Linked DNA regions of Mus musculus: region 2 is linked to region 1. The links are chromatin contacts, called in public HiChIP or PLAC-seq maps. All regions are on one chromosome and are shown on one strand. The core of a region is the stretch at or near the end of the contact, and the rest is flanking DNA. Distances in the headings are between cores, read along the strand shown.

What was found. HiChIP or PLAC-seq counts read pairs in DNA pulled down with a chosen protein or histone mark.
Region 2: an H3K27ac HiChIP or PLAC-seq map of embryonic stem cells shows a contact between it and region 1, with 4 times the contacts expected there. The contact joins two enhancer-like sites. A contact is called at or near these places in 3 of 39 promoter capture datasets (the C10 cell line, cranial neural crest and liver), 1 of 15 datasets of contacts at CTCF or cohesin (the NIH/3T3 cell line), 2 of 115 datasets of contacts at active chromatin or transcription factors (both in embryonic stem cells) and 3 of 9 other capture datasets (adipose tissue, embryonic stem cells and liver).

Annotation. Positions count from the first base shown.
Region 1 is chr4:94,670,173-94,676,933 of GRCm38.p6, reverse strand. The region is part of intron 13 of Ift74 (intraflagellar transport 74); the gene reads right to left. Among named protein-coding and RNA genes, the nearest start is that of Mir872, 8.4 kb to the right of the region's middle. Within about 2 kb of position 1,788, at least 9 of the 459 cell types and tissues checked have an H3K27ac peak or open chromatin away from gene starts, as enhancers often do. A contact at or near this core is called in embryonic stem cells, where this site is marked.
Region 2 is chr4:94,859,615-94,865,744 of GRCm38.p6, reverse strand. Tek (TEK receptor tyrosine kinase) reads right to left here. Exons shown (of 23, transcript NM_001290549.1): 18 at 6,061-6,130; 19 at 2,062-2,132; 20 at 1,100-1,140; 21 at 226-322. Among named protein-coding and RNA genes, the nearest start is that of Eqtn, 66 kb to the left of the region's middle. Within about 2 kb of position 2,349, at least 4 of the 459 cell types and tissues checked have an H3K27ac peak or open chromatin away from gene starts, as enhancers often do. A contact at or near this core is called in embryonic stem cells, where this site is marked.

The DNA of each region.
Region 1 (6,761 bases), core at 539-3,038:
CATCTTACAAGTGTATGTCTCACTTAGGAACAGTTAGATCATATGTAGACATATGACCTCAAATATTCAGATCACGTGATGGTAAATATCCAAATAGCAGCAGCAAACTGAGGAACCTCTGAACCTGCTGAGGCCTAGCTTACTAAAAAAGTCCTAGCTCCCTGAGCTGGCCACTCTTGAGACTAGTTAAGGCATTAAGGGATTACAGGGAAGGTCTGCATTTTAGGCTACTTAACAACTTCCCACTGTATCTTTCTTTCTCTAAACGAAGGAGAATCTCCTACACATGCATTCTGTTCATAGCTCATCTTTTCCTTTTCCTGCTCCAGAGATACTTCAGGGAGGCTTTCTCTTCTACTCCAGTAAGACTATTCCCAAGGAGATTTGGTGACCATTCATTATCCAACCCAAGGGCAGTTTCAGTTCTCTCACCCTGCAATACCTGCCACTGGTGATAAACCCTTTTTGACATATTTTCATGTATTGCTTCTGCACTGCATAGGTGAGATCCTCTCAATTCATTTTTTACATGTATTATTTTGTTCATGTGCGCATGTGTGTGCATTCAAGCATGCCACAACATACATGTAAAGGTAAAAAAACTACTTATGAGAACTGACTCTCTCTGTCTACCATGTGGTTTATGAGGATCAAACTTAGGATGCCAGACATGTGGGCAAGTATCTTTATCCCCTGAGTCTACTCTCTAGTCCTTCACTGACTTCTAAACCTGTACTATACCAATGACAATCTCATTCAGTCCTGTAACTTAAAAACACTTAATTGATGCCAAATTTTCCAATTCTTTCATCCAACTACTTACTAGATTGGGATTTAGATTCCCTTCTTGGGAAAGCATATCTGGCCAGCATGATTATATGGAACAGAGCTCCTGCATATCTCAAAGATTCCCAAACTTCAAAACAAATTCCTGATCACTCTTGAGACGAGACAAGTCAGAGCATTAGTAAACTGGTGTATGTTGTGATTTCTCAATAGAAAATTAGTTTCTGGAGCTGGAGAGATGGCTAAGGGGAGCTGGTTATGATGCTGCTCTAAAGAAAGATCAAACTTCCTAGTACTCAACACCAGAGTACTACCTAACTTAGAACTACCTAACTCCTAAGTTCCAGCATCTCTTCTAGACTCCATGGCACTGTGCACACTTGTGTGTATGTATACACACACACACACACACAGTCCATAACCGGTTTTGGTTTTTTTTGTTTTGTTTTTTTTGTTAATACAAACTATTGTTTTAGCTGACTTTGGGGTGACACCACATTAATTCATACTAAACTATTATTTTAGACCCCCTCTAACATTTTCATTCATTTAGAGTGTTGTGGATAGCCCTGGGGATAATTATATTTGATGCCAATTCTGTTGTCCGGTGAGGGGTTGTGAACAAGGAATGAGTCAGCACTCTGGTGATTTCTTGTAAACCTGCTTCCCACCTTAATTTGTAAAATAAAAGAGCAGAGGGAGGGAAAGTGAAGCGGAAAGGAAGAAAAGAAGGAAGAGAGAGAGAGAGAGAGAGAGAGAGGGAGAGGGAGAGGGAGAGGGAGAGGGAGAGGGAGAGGGAGGGAGGGAGAGAGGAAGGAGGAGGAAAAGCAGAGCAGAAGCATGTGGCCTAGAGAAACCCCAAGGTCTAAGGGGTCTCATAGCTGTGGAAGATGGTAGTGTAGCAGTAGATCTGCCTAACTGAGTGGCCTACAGAGAATGACAGAGAGGCTCACTCACCCAACTCCCAGAGAGCTACAGCCAAGAGCAGCACCTCAGCCTGGAACTGTAGGGAACACAACTGCCTGCGAGGCAGTTTTTGAGCAGACACAGTGAACTAATAGGGGCATCTATGCCTGAGAGAGCTTTTCTGTGTTCGCTTCTCCATATCCTTCGCTCCCCCCCCCTTGCCTCCCTCACCCTCATGTCTAGGACAGCCAGACTGGTTCTCCTGACTGCTTGTTTATGCTGCGGATTGCCTGAAATCAGCACACAAGCATACGCTGCCAGCTGCAACCCGAACTAGGGACACACATGACCACGCGGGTCTTTCTACACCCAGCCCCTTCGTATGCATAAAGAATCATGGAGATGAAGGTACAAAGGGCTCCAGACAAGGTAGTTTATTGACATAAAAACCTTTTGATACTTAAAGATGGGAAACAATACATATCTTTTCGACTTTACGTGATGATATTTTGAGTGGTTTGACAGGGATGGATTTAAAGGAAATAGACACCTTATCATTTATTGGTATTGCAATTTTTTTTTTCAAGACAGGGTTTCTCTGTATAGCCCTGGCTATCCTGGAACTCACTTTGTAGACCTTGAACTCAGAAATCTGCCTGCCTGTGCCTCCCTTTTTCTTCTCAGATGACTCTAGTTTGTGTCAAGTTGACTAAAAAATAACTAGCATGGTCTCCTAGCAAGGAAAGAATACCACTTTTGGCAGGAGACTCTCTAATTCTGTGGAGCTCATAGCTGTGGAAGATGGTAGTGTAGCGGTAGATCTGCCTAATCTAGGTGCACAGCATGTATTCATATTAATTGTGTCGTGTTTTCATTGCCAGGGCATATTTGGGAGGAGATTTATCGCAACATAGAGAGCCAAGGCAATTCCTATTTCAATTTCAGTTAGTGTGGATAGCTTGCTAAATTCCCTATTTTGAATTTAGACCCCCCCTCCCCCACCACACACCTACTTCTCTCATGCCAATGTAGCAGTAAGCAATAAATTCCTATTTCAAATACTTTTAAATTGCTATGTTGAGTACATAAAAATTAATGACTAACTTTTTACTTTTGGCTTCGTCCAACTAGCAAAATAGTTGAATTATAGTAGACATGTCCCTTTTCAGCAGGGAAACAACAGTACTTATAAGTACAAGGTGTACTTTAAAATATAGAGTGAGAAGCCTCTGAGTGACTAAGGCGGGGGGGGGGGGTACTGTGCATATACTAATTACTTATCTCAGTGCTGCCATAGAGATAGAATATATATATCTCAGTAGTGAGATACAATTTCTACATACTGCTTGAAGGCATACAAGAAGGGTACAGTCCATTCTGAAAGAAAGTCGTAACAACTGGTCTACAGTTTACAAGCAAACAAAGATGAATGCTGGTGTGTGGCTTTTTTTCTCCTTTATATTTACTGTAAGACCCCACCCTATAGAATGGTCCTATTCTTAGTTAATTCGAGTCTTCCCACCTCAACTTAATCCCTCATAGACACACCCCGAAAGCTTTTTGGATAGTTTTAGATATAGTCAACAGTCAATAGTGCCAGGCCAGAATGAGCTTGGTAAGAGTGCTTCAAAATACTAAAATCTCTAAATTGGTAAGAATTAAATTATTGCTCAAAAGGCCTCACTACCTATAAGAAAAAAAAAAAAAACTCTGTAGAAGTTTGTTTGAACAGAGTATTTATTTTAGATTCCATCTTAGTAGTGCGTGGCATGTACCAAATACAACATAAAGCCCTCAATGATTTTCCAAAGCAGTGGTTATCAAATATTAGTATGACTTTTTGCTAATATACAAAACACTGAGCACTATTCTCACAGTTTCAAACTGAAGTCTCAGGTAGTACCTCAGAATATGCATTTCAAGCTAGTTTCAGGTGTGTTAAGATATCACAACTCTAAGTTTTTTAAAAACAATCTTGCTAGGTCAATAACCACATTAAACAATGAACTGCTCTTTCTTGGATATATACACTGAGAATCCATAGAACAATGAGCTGCTCTTCCTTGGATATATACACTGAGAATCCATAGGCTAGGAATTCGAAGTGCCATTTCAACAAACACTTATAGGAAAATGTTTTCTATGAACTGTATCTTGGGTATTCCGAGCTTTTGGACTAATATCCACTTCTCAGTAAGTGCCTATCATGTGTGTTCTTTTGTGACTGGGTTACCTTACTCAGAATGATATTTTCTATTTCCATCCATTTGCCTAAGAATTTCATGAATGCACTGTTTTTAATAGCTGAGTAGTATTCCATTGTGTAAATGTACTACATTTTCTGTATCCATTCCTCTGTTGAAGGGCATCTGGGTTCTTTCCAGCTTCTGGCTATTATAAATAAGGCTGCTATAAATACAGTGGAGCATGTGTCCTTGTTATATTTTGGAGCATCTTTTGGGTATATGCCCAGAAGTGGTATAGCTGGTTCCTCAGGTAGTACTATGTCGAATTTTCTGAGGAACTGCCAGACTGATTTCCAGAGTGGTTGTACCAGCTTGCAATCCCACCAGCAATAGAGGAGTGTTCCTCTTTCTCTATATTCTTGCCAACATCTGCTGTCACCTGAGTGTTTGACCTTAGCCATTCTGACTGGTGTGAACTGGAATCTCATGGTCGTTTTGACTTGCATTTCCCTGATGACTAAGGATGTTACATTTCTCATGTAACATTTCTCTAGGTGCTTCTTGGCCATTCAAGATTCCTCAGTTGAGAATTCTGTTTAGCTCTGTACCCCAATTTTAATAGGGTTATTTTCACAGACCACATGAAGCTCAAGAAGAAGGAAGACCAAAATGTGGGTGCTTTGGTCCTATTTAGAAGGGGGAACAAAATACTCAAGGGGGCAAATACAGAGACAACGTGTAGAGCAGAGACTGAAGGAAAGGCCATCCAGAGACTGCCCCACCTGGGGAGCCATCCCATATACAGTCACCAAACACAGACACTATTGTGGATGCCAACAAGTGCTTTGCTGACAGGAGCCTGATATAGCTGTCTCCTGAGAGGCTCTGCCAGTGCCTGACAAATATAGAGGTGGATGCTTGCAGCCAACCATTGGACTGAGCACATGGTCCCCCAATGGACGAGTTAGAGAAAGGTCTGAAGGAGTTGAAGGAGTTTGCAACCCCATAGGAAGAACAACAATACCAACAAACCAGACCCCCCCCCCCACACACACACCCACAGAGCTCCCAGGAACTAAATCACCAACGGAAGAGTACATGGAGAGACCCATGGCTCCAGCCATATATGTAGCAGAGGATGGCCTTGTCAGACATCAATGGGAGGAGAGGCCCTTGGGAAGGTTCAATGCTCCATTGTAGGGGAATTCGAGGGCAGGGAGGCGGGAGTGGATGGGGATGGGGGTGGAGGGATAAGCACCCTCACAGAAGCAGGAGGAGGGAGGATGGCATAGGGGGTTTCTGGAGGGAAAACTGGGAAAGGGGATAACATTTGAGATGTAAATAAATAAAATATTCAATAAAAGAAAAAAAGATATGATTGTGGAAGTAACCAGACAAAATACCAAAGTTTCAACTTATAAGGTAACTGAATACATGATAACAATGCTAACAAGTTACATGTGAGAAATTTTGTATTACTATACTTTCTCTCTCTCCCTCCCTCCCTCCCCGCCACCCCCCCTGCCACCCCCACCCCCCATCTTTCTCACACACAAACACAGAATCAGTTCTTAGCACAAAAATCCTAAGTATTAAGCACTCATGTTACCCACACCACCAACCTTTTATACAGGGTTTTGCTTTTGTGACTCAAAATGCCCTGGAACTGACCTCAAGCAGTATATACAAATTGATAATTAATAATATATCTTAGTTTTTGTTATATATCCATCTCCCTTGGCAGCTCCATGGCTGGTCTAGAATTCATAATCTTTCTGCCTCAGTCTTCTGAGTACTGACATTATATACATGTACTGCCATGAACAACTCTTACTTCCCTTTTAAGGTGAGGAAAGTGGGCTAGTGGATGGCTCTATGGTTTTGTAAAAGCATTTGTCCTGCAAGCCTGAGTTAAATCCCTAAAACTCACAATAGAAGAAAACCAACTCCTGCAAGTTGTTCTCTGTTCCCATACCTCCATATACACACCCCATAGCATGGTCACATCTGCATTCACAAATGTATCTCTCTCTCTCTCTCTCTCTCTCTCTCTCTCTCTCTCTCTCTCTCTCACACACACACACACACACACACACAGTGATCAGGGTGTAAAATGAATAAATTAATGGGAAAACTTTTTTAAAATATGAAGAAAATGAGGTTGGGTTGGGTCCAACTAAAGAGCGTGTCCAACAACAGTTAAAAGTAGCACTGTGGGGACTCAAGTCAAGACTTGTTTAGTTGCAGGACAAAAATATTCTGCCTTAATTTTTAATTTTAACATACACCACTACCAAGACTCCTAAAGCAAACCTTATGAATTATCTGTATTGGAAAGGAAGACCAACAGAGTCAACTAACCTGGACTCTTGGGGGCTCTCAGAGACTGAACCACCAACTAAAGAGCATAATATGCTATACCCAGATGTGCAGCTCGGTCTTCAGGTAGGTTCTGAACAACTAGAATAGGGGCTATCCCTAAAACTGTTACCTGTTTGTGGAATAAGTTCTTCTAGCTGGGCTGCCTTGTCTGGTCTCAGTGGGTGAGAATGTGCCTAGCCCCACAGACTTGATGTGCCAGGGTGATGGGAGATACCCAGATGGGGCTTCTGCCCTCTCAGGGAAGAAGTGGGCATGGGAGGAGGGATTGTGGAAAGGGGTACAGGAAGGGGACAGTGATATGGATTAAAGTGAATAAATAACTTTTTAAAAATGAAAAAAAAGAAATATCTTATGTAAGTTACAGAGACTTACATGGCTACAAAAAAGACTATATTCTACAGACAAAGTAAGTATTTTTCATTATTCAAAGCTACATATAAATTACAGAATAAATTAAAAGTAATTATCTCATGATAGGACAGTGATTTGGAGTCCCTACAG
Region 2 (6,130 bases), core at 1,100-3,599, 190 kb before region 1:
TCCTTTTCCTTCCTCGTTCCACCCTTCTCAAGAGCTGTGCCTTAACCACTCTCCTAGATGTAAGTAGCAGGCAAAGTTGCTGCTCCTTGCCTACTAGCAAAAATCTCCTTTTTCTTCACCTATGCGATATCTTAATGCGGGTGTCCTACTATACGTGATGATGGCTCCGTGAGAGTCACATGGAGAAAAGGAGAGATGAAATAACCTCGGTGAGGCCTGACTTACACCTCATCATCACAGTTCAGGGGCTTCTCCAGCCTGTAGCCCTGGGGTAGCTTCTCATAGAGCTCCGCGCACGTCATGCCGCAGTAGGGGGTGCCTCCTGGAACACAAAGAGTAGGGTCCATGAGTCCCACCGACACAGAAGGCTGTGTTTCCTGCCCCAGTGCTAAGCAGTGAGGAGGGAGAAGATAGAGGGTACGTGCCTCCCTCCACAACCTCACTGTGTACTAGGCTGGACTTGCATCGCTGATCACACCACGATGCTACCACTCCTTGAGTGGAGGGGACGCACCAAGACCTCACTCTTAATAGTGCCTCTCCTTCCTCCCGAGTCTCCTATGCAGAGCACATCTCATGTACCAATGACATTTCATTTTTCATACTCAAAGTCTGTATTTATGCAAGTCCTACTTTATCAACAACAGTTACTGTACAGCATAACGTAGAAAAGCTATCCACTATTGTAGAAAAACTTCAAAGGATGGGAAATCCTATATAATACCTCTCATTACTTTTCAATATAGCAACTTGCAATTTTAAAATAGTAATTTATAAAACCACTATCATGTTATACATGAAGTGCTTGGTTTGGGGTATGGGGTTTTGCCCTTGAAATTAAATGGCCTTTAGGATGGGGCTTTTATTGGTTGTATAACACCCATTTAAAGTTATAAGGGTAACTTTTTACTGCTCTTTGACACTCAGACACAGACAGAAACAATTTAGAGTGAAGTGCACAGCCACAAGGCCCTTAGTGTTAAGTGTGCTGCTGCCATTAGAGAAATTAAAGGGTGTCCTGTGGCACTGGGTTATGAGGAGACTGGAGGCTCCATGCCCTGTGCCCACTGTTGCACCGGGTGGGGAAATTAATACTCACCTAAGCTAACAATCTCCCAGAGCAATACACCATAGGACCAGCTGCAGGAGAGATGGCATAAAAAAGTCATCAGCAAATAGGGTGACCACTGACAGTCTGCTCCACAGGCCCCTTCCCCCAACCCTGGTGAGAAACCTTTTATCAAAAGAGGAAATGCTACTCATATGCTTTCTAGGGTGAGACCTGACACACAGGATGAGTTCCGCTTAGGCTCTTAGGTAAGTAGAGGGCTTTAGGGTTGGGGTGGGGGTGGGGTGACTGATCTTTCCAAACCCCTACTGTAGAAGACAATTAATTCCACACCAAGCAGCTGGGACAGGAGGCCCTTCTCTGCCATTTGATACTTGGATGGTTAGTATAAATTACTAAAACCCCTAAGCATAGTTCTCCAAAAGTGGAGACACCCTGGTGATGCACATATCTGCAGTGGGGACAGGGTAGTCTCCTCCTCCCTAAATAAGGACTCTGGGACAACTATTACCTCTCTGCTAGCCTTACTTTCTCCTCCTGCAAGAGTGTACAAGTGACTGTCACTGCAGGCTGTAAGAAGGCATGGCCTTATGGCAGCTATTCTAAGCTGCTTCCTCTATGCTAGGTCCAGGGAATAGACTCATGGGGATGCCCCTATACCCTTTCTCTTTTAAAAGTCATGACGTCAGCACCTGAAGTCTGTTATGTGATGGGAGAAGACACCTTCAAACCTGACACTTGAGATTTTACACTGGGAACTTCCGTTCTGCAGCTTTGTTTTCTTTGAGTTTATTTCCTCCTTTTATCTGCTGCACACACCTGGCACACCTAGTGGCAGTGGCAGGTCCTGACATAAGCAGCTGCTGGGTTCCTGAGAGCAGGCCAGTGGAATTGCCTGGACAATATCACAGGTTATCCATGCTTCTCTTTAGCACTTCTGCCAAATTTCTCTTCTAAGAAAAAAAATTCTTAGAGGCAAAGTGTTTACTTACACATCACTGTTGGTTGTATAGACACTATAGTTCAGTGATTCGATTGCCATCCAACGCACTGGGAGCCTTCCCTAAAGAGAACAAAATGAGACATCACTTAGGGAAGATTTTGTGTTTAGAATCACAGACATGGGCACAATAGACTCAGGAAGCCTCAGTTTACGAATTTCCAACCACGCACATGTTTTCAAATTCAAAGATATGCAGACGCTGTAAACCTTACCCCAGGGAGTCTGACTTGAGTCTGTCTATGTGAATTTGCACATTTTATAGTCATTCAGCTATTCACCTGATCACCTGGTGCTTGGAATGGCACCCTGAGGTTTTTTAAATAGGGGACAGGCCCAGAAACTGAGAATGTAGCTGTACTGTGAGAAGAGGACAATAGGGACAAGGGCTGAGTTGGAGAGACCACCTTAGAGGTCTGTCACAGGATATTTGAACACACTGTGAACTCCACAATTGTGTTATTTACTGAAAGAAAAAACATCTGTTTCTAGTTGTGTTGAGGCCCAGCCTTAGCACACATCTTTATTCCCTCTGGCTGGAATACAGACAAGGCCTTAGTACACACCTTTAATCCCAAACAGTAAGCTAAAGGTAGTTTATAGAAGGAAGCACCCATGTTTGAAACTGATATCTAATTGAGGGACAAAGTGATGAAGCAGAAAAAGATTTGCAGAATAAGATATACCCAACTCTCATGAGAATAGAGAGGAAAGAGAAGCTACTTGAGGGAGCAATGCAAAGAGAGAGGGGGAAGAGGGACCGTTGTACAGAGACAGGTTGAATAGAGAGAACAAGTTAGACACAGGTGAAGAAGGAACAAACCAGAGAATGAGAACAAGTTGGTAGATTAGAACATATTGCCAAAGTTAGTAGGAGGCCAAGCAGAGCAATTTAAGAGAGACCCAGAGAAAGAAGCCAGATTGACTCAGTCAGCTTGGAGCGGAGTTTGAGCGAGAACAGCTGAGTTGAGCCAGCCAGCTAGAAATCAGAAAGAACAAGAAAGGGTGAGCTTATTCAGCAGTTAGTCTGAAAACATTCTAGACCTAAATTTGTACTGAGCCTGGAAGCTTCCAGGACTAGGCCTAGGTGGGCAGACAGAGGCTGTAAACCGAAGAGAAGACAATTACATTAGGCAAATAAAAGATTTTATCAGAAGTGGGCACATCTGGCCTCCCAAAAGCATTTGATCAATCAGGAAGGAAAATATTTCCCTCATTTAGTGTCATCCTGTGTCCAGGCTGCGTAAAATGAGGTGTAGCCTGGATATTGGGACTCTGTTTCTATTTCCCTCAAATTCTGTATGATTTGGAGGATCCCTATGCAACTGGGTTATTATGTGGCTCACCGTTAAAGAGATCTTTTCTTCCTTGGCTCCCTCTTCCCCTCCCAGAGATAGCCAAACTTTCAACAGTGCCATCTTAGCCTATAAAATCAGGAAGGCTTTGGAGCTCTTCAATCTGCCTTTGCAGGCATTTTAACAGCATGCCCTTCCTAAGAGCACCTTCTCCACCCTCAAGGGTGATTCTATGTATGTGGTTTTCTCTCAGTCATCTGTGGAACGGCTGTAAGTCCCAAACAGGGCTCAGGTTCAAAAGAGTCCTCCCATCTACCTACTCACCCCACATTCTCCCTCATACACATTCCTTCTTTCTATGTCAAGCTGGGCCCAAATCCCTCACCTGTTCCTCTAGCTCACTCTTGCATCACAGCCCTAGAATGGAAAGTAGTCATATCAGCTGCTCTCTCCCCCCACAACCCCACAGGCTTCGGCCTTCATACTGCCAAGGTTCCATATGTGCATTCACACTTTCTGTATTTGACTTCTTTGGCCTTCATCCACTTCCACTCTCCTTGTCACCTTGATTCAGCCACTGTCTGATGAGAGTTTCCTCTTCAGTGCGCGCTCTACCTAATAAACCTTACCCTCTGGTGTCCTGTTCTCTATACAGGATGATTGTTTGAAATGATTAATTTACAGATGTGGGACTTTTCTTTAAAATACAATCATTAGCATCCATGACCTAAGATCACAAGTCCTTACCTGAGTTTCAAAGCCCTTGCCTGGAGTTCACGGAGCCTCAAGATCCCATCCCTGATTCCTCCTCAAACCTTGAAGTTGAACTCATCTTCCTTGTTGTATTATATAACCACCACCACCACCCCCTCCCCCCCCCCCAAATCTTAATGTTCTCCTTTGATTCCAGACTTCTATATTGGCCCCCTTATCCAGCTCTTGCAGTTCATCTTCATATCCAATATCTACTCAACATTCACTATGTTAACTTAGGAACTGACCTCCTCCAAAAAACCTTCCATGACTACCCTCAGGGTTGGTTCAGGGAGCTTTCTCTGTGCTCCCACGCACATGTGTGTGTTCCTGTACCTTGGGCCACTGAACTGTTGTGATTGCTATTTCTATGTTTATCTGAGAGCTTTTGCTGAAAGTACTAAGTCTTAACATGTTATTACTGAACCTACTATTATTATAAATGGCCTCATAATAAATCAGTGAGGTGATGGCTGATGTCTATTAATAACAGTCAACACTAAATTGCCTAGTGTAGTTTATAGTAATGCTTTCAACAGTGGCACTACCTATGAGGGTTAAGAAAAAATAATATACCCACAAAGATAAACACCTGGATCCTATCTCTGAATTTTTGGATTTGTGTGTTTAATTTGGCGTGTCTGTACAGGACAGGAAGCTAAAACTGGCACATGCAAGTGGGACAGGAAAAAGCCTTCAGATGTGGAGGGGAGAGCTGGACCCATGTGGTTATAAAAACAGAAGAGAAGAAAACAGAGTGTAAGGAGTAAGCAACAATGGGGGATGGGGGGCAGGATCAGGTTAACTAAATGAGAAATTGTTATGGAAACATACTATTTTGCAAGATAATTTAAATACTATTTTGCAAGATAATTTAAATACTATTTTGCAAGATAATTTAAATATATAATTCAAAAGGATTTTTGAATTGAGTCACTCTTCATGGGTGAACAGTGCTCTCCCCAGAACACCTGAGTTATTAAATAAGAATCTTCATAAAAGCATGGGATGTCTCCCTATGAGTCATTGATCAGTAAAGTCTCAGACACCCCTAAAACAACATGGGATATTGCCATTGCTCTTGCTTGCCCCCAGATGTGAATGCACCTGCTATTCCTGAAATACTTCCCAAGTGCCCTTGAGATATATGAACAGCCTCTGTCAGCTTCCTTTGAGACACATCTGATAGATGAGGGATTTTTTTTTTAATGAAAGGCAGATATCAAGCACTCATGTAGGGAATCTCTAAGTTCCATGTAACTTACTGTCCCACACTCACCTTTCAGTGAGTAGTGAAGACCCAGCCACTGCCTGCAACAAACTGCCAGGCGAAGATGAACCAATGGGTGAACCAATGGGAAGGCTTTTCCCAGGCCCCAAAGCGTAAGGTGGTAGTAAAGGAAGCCAGTTGTTATCCCCAGTTTAGCTAGTTATCAGTTCTAGCCCCCCTGGAGCCACTCTGAGCTGACTACCAGACTTAACCAAATAAATTATAGCGTTACAAACTTCCTGACAGGTAGCTGTGTTACTTATATTCCCAAAAGCCATGTTACTTTAGAGAAGAGCAATTTCCTGCCTTTTTCAATAAAAATCACACGCAAAAAGCCTTTTTGTCAGAGTGCCTATCTTGTCTAAGGTGTTACTTGTACTCAATTAAGATGTAACTTTTTCTCTCCTTCCTCCAAGACCCTCCAAGTGACTCCCAACACCCATCCTTGGCTTCCCTTCTGGGTTCACTTTAAAATAGTTTTATCAACAAGACCAAGAGACTCCACAGGAGGCCAACTGTGTATGTCCGCAATGACAACAGTATCATGTTGGAACCAAATGTGAAAGACTACCTGGCCACACAGTATCTATGCCAGGGGTGTCAGTGAGCCAGAGCAATGACATTCTAGTGGGACAGGGAGAATGTCCCACTAGACTCTGTGTCTGGAACTTACCATTGTCTTTTTCACATACACTTCTTGACCTCGTGACAATCCAAAATCTGCTATTTTGGCTATGTAGTTT